Regions from separate parts of the Neogale vison genome. Here region 2 is linked to region 1. Evidence: chromatin contacts called from public Hi-C data. All regions are on one chromosome and are shown on one strand. The core of a region is the stretch at or near the end of the contact, and the rest is flanking DNA. Distances in the headings are between cores, read along the strand shown. Region 1 holds the start of TCF4 (transcription factor 4). Region 2 overlaps TCF4 (transcription factor 4).

The links. A called contact is a pair of places that touch in the nucleus more often than the background predicts.
Region 2: a Hi-C map of fibroblasts shows a contact between it and region 1, with 7 times the contacts expected there. The contact joins the enhancer-like site here to the promoter of TCF4 in region 1. A contact is called at or near these places in 2 of 3 Hi-C or Micro-C datasets (fibroblasts and muscle).

The regions. Positions count from the first base shown.
Region 1 is chr3:143,009,585-143,014,845 of ASM_NN_V1, forward strand. It overlaps TCF4 (transcription factor 4), which reads left to right and starts at 3,287. Exons shown (of 20, transcript XM_044242915.1): 1 at 3,287-3,440.
Region 2 is chr3:143,354,281-143,359,541 of ASM_NN_V1, forward strand. It overlaps TCF4 (transcription factor 4), which reads left to right. Exons shown (of 20, transcript XM_044242915.1): 16 at 2,928-3,063; 17 at 4,614-4,764. Among named protein-coding and RNA genes, the nearest start is that of CCDC68, 230 kb to the right of the region's middle. Within about 2 kb of position 2,656, the one cell type or tissue checked has open chromatin away from gene starts, as enhancers often do. A contact at or near this core is called in fibroblasts, where this site is marked.

The DNA.
Region 1 (5,261 bases), core at 2,037-4,536:
CTGACTATTATGTGGCACAATTAATTGGATAGAATTGCTACCATGTGGAAGTGGAATGGTGTTTATACTCTAGAATAGTGGTCACCACTTATTATTTTTTTTAATGTTAAGGACTGTTTTGAAATGCTGAAATATAAAGAATCTTTTGCTTTTCTAAATTCTAAATTCTTCAGTGGCAAGGATCAGAAAAGTACTCAGGTTAGTTCAGTGGGGGAAGGGGAACCCTGCAGAAGTCAGCTATCTTAGGGACAGGGGCAAAGTGACCCTCATAATAATTGGGAAAGTATTTCTACTCATTTCTTCCTAGGACTCAAGTTGTCTGCTTTTCTCAGAACCTTCAAAATCTTTCTTATCTAAAGAGCAGTTTCTGCTTACTCATGGTTCTTGTTTCCCCATAACCAGGGCTCACATGGCTTGGCTTCCCGGCACCAGCCCTGGCCAGCTGACTCCAACAAGTCAGATCTATCATTCACCATAGACTACTGTCAATCTTCCTCTTTTAGTTTCTATGATCCAATCAGCTTGGTGAGACTGGGATAGGAAAGAATCATGTAGTACCCACACCAAGTTCTACCTCTATATCAGGATTTATGGACAGGTTTTTAAGGAAGGGAGTCTGTAATTAGAAGAGACATCCAAATCATATCTGCTGCACTTACCTTTTTATCCAAATTTCACAAAATTGAGTCTTCCTTTCTAAGCTGTCTCCAATCTTCTTAAGTATAACTTTGTAGATATATCTAGTCTTCTGATAGTTCAGGGGGAAAGAAACAAAACAAAAACAAAAGCAATCCACATTTGTCCCTGAATTTAATATAGGAAGGGGTTATATGGTTTTTTTTACTGTTGGGTGTTGTTTTAAAAAAAAAAAAAAAAGTGTGCTAGGGGTACCTGAGTGGCTCAGTCAGTTAAGCATTCAAGTCTTGATTTCAGTTCAGGTCATGATCTCAGGGTTGTGAGATTGAACTCCTGGTCAGGCTGCATGCTGAGCAGGGAGTCTGCTGGAGATTACCTATCTCCCAATGTTGTTCCTCTGCTTTTTCTCTGGCGCTCTCTCTCTCTCTCTCTCTCAAATAAATAAAATAAATCTTAAAAAAAAAAATGGTAGCAATCAGTTGTGTGTATTTAGGTTTCAGACCTGATTGTATCTTTTTTTTTTTTTTTTATTTTTTTTCCTGGACAGATCCTTCATTCTCCTTGAAATTCAGGAGAGGGAGACTCTTACAATCTAACTAGAAACTAGAAAGAATCTTAAAGGATTATCTTCTAGCCTGTATATTTTACAGTAAGACATTGACCTCAAGCCTTAGGTCACGGAGCTGATTAGAGGTAGAACCAGTGGAATATTTCTCCTAAGCAAATGTTTGTGAATTTTTTATTACATCATCTCAGTATAACCCAGTAGAGGCTTACTTTGAGAATCACAGATAATGCAGTGATAATACAGTATAAAGTGGTATTTACATGTAAAATTTATTTTAAGATGAGGACATGGAATGGTGATAGAAGACAGAAATCTTCACAATGTGTGAATATTGAGGAAACAAACTATAAATGCCCTAATTCTTGTTTTCTAAAAACTTACGTATGAATTAAAGGTCTTAAAAATTAATCTGAACTCTGTTACTGCCACAAAATTGCATCAGAAAATGGAGATTAGGTGGTTCCTGCTGCCAGATGGTATAGGAATGTGGTTGAATGTTGACTCTGATCCCAGACTGCCTGGCTTCAAAGGTGGGTTCTATCACTTAATAAAGTTGTGTAATGTTAGGCAGGTTTGTGTCATTTACCAGAGTGTCCTGAGTCAAGCTCTTCAGCATTGCTTGATTCTGATTTTCTGTATATAAAATATATAATATAAAAATATTTTAAAAATACCCTCTAGAGTCATTCTCAGGATTAGAGCAGCCAACATTTGAAAAATTCTTAGAACAGTGTTTCGCACATAGTAAACCCACCATGTAAGTGTTAACCCATCATTATGATTACTCGCTTTTCTCCCGTGGGAGGATTAATACACTGGTGGAACAGAGAAAGCTCCCTTTAAAATCCGTGGACTAGATCAGCGGTATCCGTTGGTTCAGCGAGGCATTAGATGGAAAGGGAAGTTTTCTTATGTGGTGGCTCCGTCTTTATCTTTAACCCCTTAACTCCTGAAATTCGTAAAAGTCATTCTTATTTGCAAGTCACAGACCAGAAAGCTGGCTGGAGGAGGTATCCGCTTGGCCAGAACTCTAAGATGGGTCAGTAGTGGTTCGTGGTACAAACTCGATTTGAGTCTACGACTTCGTAAACTCAAGTCCTCTCTGAGTGAAGACCTCCTAGTCTTAGAAAGTTCTCCTCTAGGGTCCTAGAAAAAGATGGGGTGGGGTGGCGAGGAGAGGACCCTCATCCCTCTTCAAGCCCAGGAACTACAACTTGGTTCAGCGGCCTTTCCCCCACGCTGCACAAGCGTGGCTAAGAGGCCTGGCTCCACACGGCCAAAGAATCCGGGCTCTCTTTTTGTTGGTGGGGCCAGCCTCAGGGGATCTGACTCCCCTGAGGAAATCCGTGGCGTGTAATGCCTAATTTATTTTGGAAACTACACTTCTAAGTAAAAAAAAAAAAAACCCACCCAAAAAACAAAAATACAAAAACAAAAAATAGGGAGAACCAAGGAAAGCGAAGAAGAAGCAGCGCACAGGATCACGAGGCCTGCGAACAGCCCCAACCTCAAGACCCTTTACGGTTCGGCCCCACGCGCGACACCAGACTGAGCCCAACCACCCGCCTCCGATCCCGGAGGAGGCGTGGCCCGCACGCGCCGCCATCTTAGGTGCCTCTCTAGGCGCTCTGTTTACTACTCTATGGCCGCTCGCTCCCGCCCCGCCCCTCCCCAGTCATTGTCTGGAGGAGCAGCCGCGGCCGCAGCGCCTTCTCTTTATAAGCCCGCAGTGCCCGGATGTGAATGGATTACAATGTATCTTTCAGGGAAACCTATTATTATCAATGTGACTCCACGGGGGAGTCAATGGTGATGATGATGAGGAGGAGGAGGATGATGATGATGAGACACCTCTAAACTTGGAACAAGTTTAAGACTTTATAAGAGGAGAAGAAAAAAAACCCACCAACAAGATTTGTTTGAGGAAAAATTCTAACTATCCTGTATTGATTTTTTTTTATAAACAATAAGAAAAAGTTGTTGGATTTTTTTTTTTAATGATTTCTTTTTTGGGGGAGGGAATTTTGTTGCAGTTTTATGGTGGAAAATGCAAAAACCAGAGCCAGGTGCATAATCTTGTATTCTGTGGATATCCCTGGAGCAGAACTGAGTACCAGTTAAAATACTTTTTTGGGGGATACACATGTGAGATACTAAGTACTTGCAGAAGATTTTTGTCTTTCTTTTTAAAGTCACTTTCCTTGGAATATTGTGAGCATATTTGTGGCCATTTAAGGTAACGTTACAATTTGCTGTCAGAGTAAACTGTTTGTAATTGAATTTAATTTTTAAAATGTCGATCCCAATGTTTTATTAAAACAAAAGGAACAATCTATTAAATAATTGCCAATGGGAAAAAGTGTGTGCATGCATTTTGTGTATGTACTTGCACATCTAGCAATTACAGGGTTTCTGGAATGTGTATTTTAACACACGTTAAAATAGCGTATGTTGCATATACTGGTTAAAGCACGGTTGTTATTATGAAACGATAGAATTATGAAGCTTAATTTTAATCCTAAAAAGTGATGTGAAAAAGTATGTTTTAAGAGCATGCAAGGCCTGCAATGGTAAATGTTGAATTCAAAACTTATAGTGCTGGCGAACGGGGACTTAGCGTGGCTAGGAACTCAAGTGTAAAAACAAAACAACATCCACCCTCAAAAATTGCCTTTTTTTTTTTTTTTTTTGCGAAGTTTGCAGCTATACTAATCTGTGACTTAAAAGGGAGGGGAAAGAAAGTATGCAATTTAGGTTTCGCCCCCAGTGCAAAACTACCGAAATGAAAATCTCCCCAGCAAAATGTGGTTTGGTTTATATATGGAAAAGAAAAATATTGTTCCTCTTGGCAAAGTCTTTTTGCATCACGTGTATTTGCAGCCTAGTATAAACTTGCTTTGCTGTGTGTGGATGTGTGAGTGAGAGGGAACGAGAGTCAGAGAAAGAAAGAAGTGAGGGGATGTAAACTCGAATAAATTTCAAAGTGCCTCCGATGGATGAAACGAGCAAAAACTGAACTGTTCAGGCTTCAGATTGTAACTGACGATCTGAGGGAAAATGAGGTGCTCGACGAATTTTCGTTTGTATTTTTTTGCGAGGCGGGGGAGGTGTTGAGATTTTTTTGGTGTGTGTGTGTGTGTGTGTGTGTATGTGTGTGTGTGTGTGTGTGTGTGCATCCCAGCCAGCCCGACCCGAGTGAGCCGCGTCTCGCCGCCGGAGCCCCCCCACCCATTTCTTTGCTGAACTTGCAATTCCGTGCGCCTCGGCGTGTTTCCCCCTCCCCCCTTCCCTCGTCCCCTCCCCTCCCCGGAGAAGAGAGTTGGTGTTAAGAGTCAGGGATCTTGGCTGTGTGTCTGCGGATCTGTAGTGGCGGCGGCGGCGGCGGCGGCGGCGGCGGGGAAGGAGCAGGAGCGGGCGCGGGCGCAGGAGGAGGAGGTGGTGGTGGTGGAGGCAGTGGTTAGACATGAACGCCGCCTCGGCGCCGGCGGTGCACGGAGAGCCCCTTCTCGCGCGCGGGCGGTAGGTACCGGCGCCGGCGGGGCTCGGCGGGCTGAAGCGCCGGGCGGCGCGGGGCTGGGGCTCGGCGGCTCCGCACGCGGCTCCGCGCTTCCCGAGCCGCGGGCTCCCGGCTCCCGGCGCTCCCAGAAGAGACACCCCTTCCCCTCCCGCGCCTCTTCCCTCCTCCTCATCTCTACCCCCCCGCCCCCCCCAGCAATGCCACTTGGAGGGACCGATGACTTTGCCAAGGGCCTGACTTTAATTTTTACAACCCTTTCTTTCACAAATTAGGGTGCTGGACAATTACAGGACCCGACCCTCCACTTTGCTCCCCCCCCTTTCGCCGACCCTGTCACCCCTCCCCCTTTGGACGTGTTTTCACTCCAGAGACGCTCATCTTTAATTTCTTTATAGCTACTTTGAAATGCAGAGGGGAGTGGTGTGTGTGAGTGTGTGTGCGTGTGTGTGAGTGTGTGAATGTGTGTGAGGGGGGGTGGGGTGGAGGGTGGGGGGAAAGTTGAGACCGGATCGTTCTGAGTAGTTTCTCTTTTCTCTGTGA
Region 2 (5,261 bases), core at 1,406-3,905, 340 kb after region 1:
AGTAACTTTATTCCTAATTTCCTTTATGGAAAATGATTAGGTATATTTGAGATGAGCTAAGATCTATAGAAAATAAAGTTAGGTGTAATATGTATGGCTAAAATCCAAACAAATATAGTTGGAACAAACATATTTTATAATTGTCAAATATACTTACAATATCATTTAAGATTTTACTCTCATTGTGCAAGGGGATTTAAAATCAAATGCATGTGAGCAAAATAGGGACAGAGAGTACAAAGATGATCATGAATGAAGGTAGCTTGTGTTCTGAAGGTGTTTGAACTCCATAGACTCTTATTTTTATGTCGTACGCAGGTATTTTCAAATAGTTTCACGTAACCGTATCTATAATTACTGTGTACCTATTATATAATAGTTGCTTTCCATGTTACCTCCCTTTGCAATAAACATGGGACTCATTGTCTATCACTTGGTGTTATTTTCCCATTTGGGATTTGAATACCTTGTCCATGGTTACACAGCTAACAAAGAAGCCAATTACAGTTAAAAATCTAGATATTGTTGGCTCTTATTATTTTATTCTTTCTACTCAGTCTTTCATAGTAGTTGAGGCAGAGAAAGCATAAAGATAATTCATTGTGAGCTCCTTTTCCTCTTGTAAAAACTAATCTGAATGTGATCTAGAAGGAAAGAAAGAAATACAGGATCAATCTGTGAATGTATTTCAAGTGAAAAGCAAAATAGTAACCTTAAATTACATCATGGATGCTTACAAGGAAAGCTTGGGTGTTTTAAGAGAAGGATTTTTAACATAAAAGGGATTTCCATCTTTGCTAGACTCAAACCTGTGGTTACCTTCAGTGATTCTAATTCACAGTCATCTTCTATGGAAATTTAAGAGATTAAACCCATTGGGAATACCAGTAAATACGCATCAGCACTATGGGAATTATTCGCGTTTCCATTGATTGACAAGCTCAAAGAGGTACCGTTTGCTCAAGCCCTGCAAATTCATCCTTACAAGTTGACACCTTAGATTGAAAGGATGATCATCGATCGAATGAGTCTTCTAAATGCACAAATACAAAAGTGGCAAATCAAAACCTGAATGGAAAATAGCAATCACTCTTTTGTTTGGAACAAATATAAAAACAGACCAAGAGCGAGTGAGAAATGGTTGGGGGCATCCGGTGGGCCCGACCTGCCTGGAAGTGATCCGGCGTCAGTTACCAGGGGAGACCACAGTGGCCTGGTGGGGGCGTTGCCTAGACAAAGGGGGCTTGCACTTGTTCCATGGAACTCCAGAAGTTGAGACTAGAATCCGTGGGTGGAGTGTACAAGGAGGCCAACTTGTGATTAAAATGGAATGGGCTGCTTTAGGAGGTAATCATGGTCCCCTTACATCTGTAGCTCCCACATAGAAGCGAAATAGCCACCATTCAGAATGTTCTGGGAAGGGACGCAGGCACACAGGTGGCAGACAGCCCTAGACTCTTAGCCACAGCATTCATTTATACTCCCCGATGCTCACGAATCTTTAAATCCTGTATATTCTTGGTATATTTTGAACCTGAGCAATTAGTATGATTTACGTGATCCCTCCCCTTCCCCCCCGAGTTATTTCCTTCTGTGCTGTTTTGGATTATATAATGGTGATACTTTATACTAGGTTGCCTTTAGATAGAATGTGCTTCCTTTGGTTCTGTGAATTTTATTGTTGTCGGTTCAGATTCTTATTGTTGTTGCGTTCTTTGGAAACACTCTTCTAAAACATTTGGCAGCAAAAAGAGGGAAGATTCTGCTTTGTAGGGTTTTTGTTTTGGGATTGGAAAAAAATAAACTTTTTGATTCGTAGCAGTAGAAATTCATGGATAAATATTTTTAGTGTCAGGCCCACTGTCCCGCATCCATGTTCACCCAACAATAGCTCAGAGAATAACTCCTTGGAAATGCAAACGAAAATGTCAGCTAGTCCTGTTCCTCTTGGTTTGCAAATGCTTAATGGTGTTGCTTTAAGGCGTTAAGCTATAAAGTCCGAGGTGGCTGTCTCACTGTCACTACTGCAACATCTCTGGACCCCAGAGTGGGTAGTAGTAGTTAATAAAAAGCTCAGCAGTAATTCTTCCAGACCAAGTCATCATGCTGTATTCCGTAATTTTATTCATGGAAACCTAAAGAGTGTTTAGAGTATGGTGTCTTTCTAGGATCAGAATAGTGGGAGGAAAAAAAAAAATGGAAAAATATCCAAACATCTTTGCATGGCAATGATGGCATTACTGGTGTGTTTAATAAAACCTTTATTGGTACATTTTCCGGTGTGGTGGCATTGGCAGAAACGGTCCCCCTTTGGATTTGGAACTCAGCAGCTGATGAAATGCAGTAAACATTAATTTGGAATGGGCTGCCCGTTTTGGAAAGCCAGGTGACATTTTATTATATTTGTACCGAGCAGGGGCTGTGTCCCATACTGCTGTAGCTTCCGCTGTCAGAGGCTTAGCTGGCATTATGGAAAAAAAAAAATGGCAGGCCTGAGAATCTTATCCCCTGAAATGAAAGTCGAATGCCAAATTGAAATTCCTGTAGGATTTCCGATAGCAATGGGGGAATTGAGAAGCCCACAATTAAGCATATGGGCATTAAGATAATTGTCAGATCTGTTGGCGGACATGATAGAAGACAGATGGGTACGAATCAGTGCGCTCCACTGCAGCACCCTGGGAGACAATTTGACGTTTTACCTGCCTGAGCTACTCTGCCATATTTGTCACTGGATGTACCGCGCGGCATCTCACGGAGTGTGAAGTGTTTTGCCGGGCACTGTAGGTGCAAGTGTGGTCCTTCAGCGCCCTCTAGTGAAAGGCATTTGGGAGTCTCGTTCTTCCGAGGCCCGTCTTCCTTCCGCAGGTCCTGGCTGCCCTCCCTCTGGTTCCCACTAAACTCTACCGTTCCTCTCACCCTTTCAGGTTGGGGCCCATCGTGAAGACGGTGTGGCCCTGAGAGGCAGCCATTCTCTTGTGCCAAACCAGGTTCCAGTTCCGCAGCTTCCTGTCCAGTCGGCCACGTCCCCTGATTTGAACCCACCCCAGGACCCTTACAGAGGTAGGTCCGCCTCCGAAGGCACCCTGCCCTCGCTTAGACAATAGCAACTCCAGTGTTGATCCCAGGCGTCCTTGGCATTCGTCCCTCAGGAAGCGCTGGCAAAAAACCAAGAGTCAAATTTGGTACCAAAATGGTAAGCAAATGGGAAAGTAGTTAGAACGGAGCCGGCTAATTGTGTTTCTTCAGGAACTGTTTTGCTCAAACATCCTCTGAGATCCTGGTCCTCTCTCAGCAGGGAATGAGACAACAGCCTGATGAGAGGAAATTTTATTTTAGCTATTTCCACATTTTCCTCATTCAGGTCCTCTAATGTGGTTAGTTGTAGCCTGAACATGATATTTCCAAATGAATAGGAAGGAAGGAAATTGTTTTTGTCGTTTAAGATCGAAGGAAATGTAGGGACGTCTCAAAACTGGAACTTGGTGGAATGATTTTCACTCTTTTCATCTCGCCCCGCAATGACTGCCTCAAACCACGGATGCCAGGCAGCTTTTCATGACCCCGGGGAGTGACGTTGCAGGGGCCAGACCTGGCCCGGGGACTTGCAGACCCTTAAATAACATTCTCTTATTACCCTCCCTGTGTGTTTGGAATAAAGAGGATAACACTGCCATGGCGATAGGCAGAAGCTTTTTTTCACCTGCTAAACATTGTACAAATCTGAATATTAATTATGTATGTGGAGAAAGAGACGATCACCACTTCTTAAACTTAGCCAATGTAGGCATGACCTGAGGATCTTGTTAAAATGCAGATTTTGATTCAGGAGGTCTGGAACTCTGCATCTCTGAAGAGCTCTGGCGGTGAGGTTGATTCTGGACCACAGACCAAATTTTGAGTGCCTACGAATAGAGGAGAATACCCAGTAGACGTGCTTCTACCTTAGAAATAAGTGGATACACACCGGTCACATATTAAAATCTACTGTGATCCTGAAAGTTGAAATGCATTGTGATCTTGAAAGTTGAGCCGTGGTTAAAGCTAGAAATTTCTTCAGCGAGCAGCTAACTGCTTTCCATATGTACCATTTTTAAATGCTGATTACTCCTCGAGGATAAGAGAAGCCTAATTTCAGAATATCATTAGGGTATCTATTGAAGCCTTGACTGTACATATTTAGCGTACTCCCTGGGAATTATATTTTAAGGACATTTTTCTATTAAATCATTGCATATGGAAGAAACTCAATATAATAGCTGATATTTACTTGGGTTCTTAATCAGAACATTGAGGTGTGTGATTTTCATGATTATGATTTTCATTGCAATTAAGTTGATGTTTTGTAGACAGTGAAATTACCATCTACTCCAAAAGATTGCAAAATAGAATTTAACCTCGGAGCCAATGCAAAGAGAACTTGCTTCCACAGGTGCATTTTTGAAACTTCACCAGATAGCATGGAAAAAAAAAAAAAAACCACGGCGGGAGGATCACCGTTGAGCAGCTGAAGGGTATAGGCACAGCTCCACAATCCGCAGAGCGTGTGCTGGTGCCTCGGGTCTTCCGTGGAAGCATCACCTGGTCTCTCTCTGTCTCTCCCTTTCCGGCAGGCATGCCGCCAGGATTGCAGGGCCAGAGCGTCTCCTCCGGCAGCTCTGAGATCAAATCCGACGACGAGGGCGATGAGAACCTTCAGGACACGAAGTCTTCCGAGGACAAGAAGTTAGATGACGACAAGAAGGATATCAAATCGATTACTAGGTCAAGATCTAGGTAACAGTATATGATACTGTCGCTTCATTTAATTCCTTTATTGGACTTTGATGAAGTGAACAGAACAGGAAGAAACTACTCAGTTTTTTCCTGGCAGGTAAAACTACAGCTGAAAAGAAATTTCAAGGCTTGCTCTAGAGGTGCTAAGTATCATTTAAGATACCGGCCCTCTAGTGAAGCCTAAAATGTCTTTGCACTTACGAATTTGGACCTCGTGCTCACTGCACGCAGTGCAGACAATTTGTAACTGATTCAAGTGCAAACGGTTGATTTAAAAAAAAAAAAAAAACTATGCTTATTCTGCGAATTTGGTCAGAAATGATCTTTCCAAAATATTTCTAAAAAGAGATCTTAGCTATGTTGAAAATGCAGCTGAGGTATATGCAGCTATGACTTTTCTCTTCTCTCGAACGTGAGCAAACACTGATTTCCCAGCTCTATCTTAAGCGTGTTGGTATTTAATAATGATGATGATGATGATGATG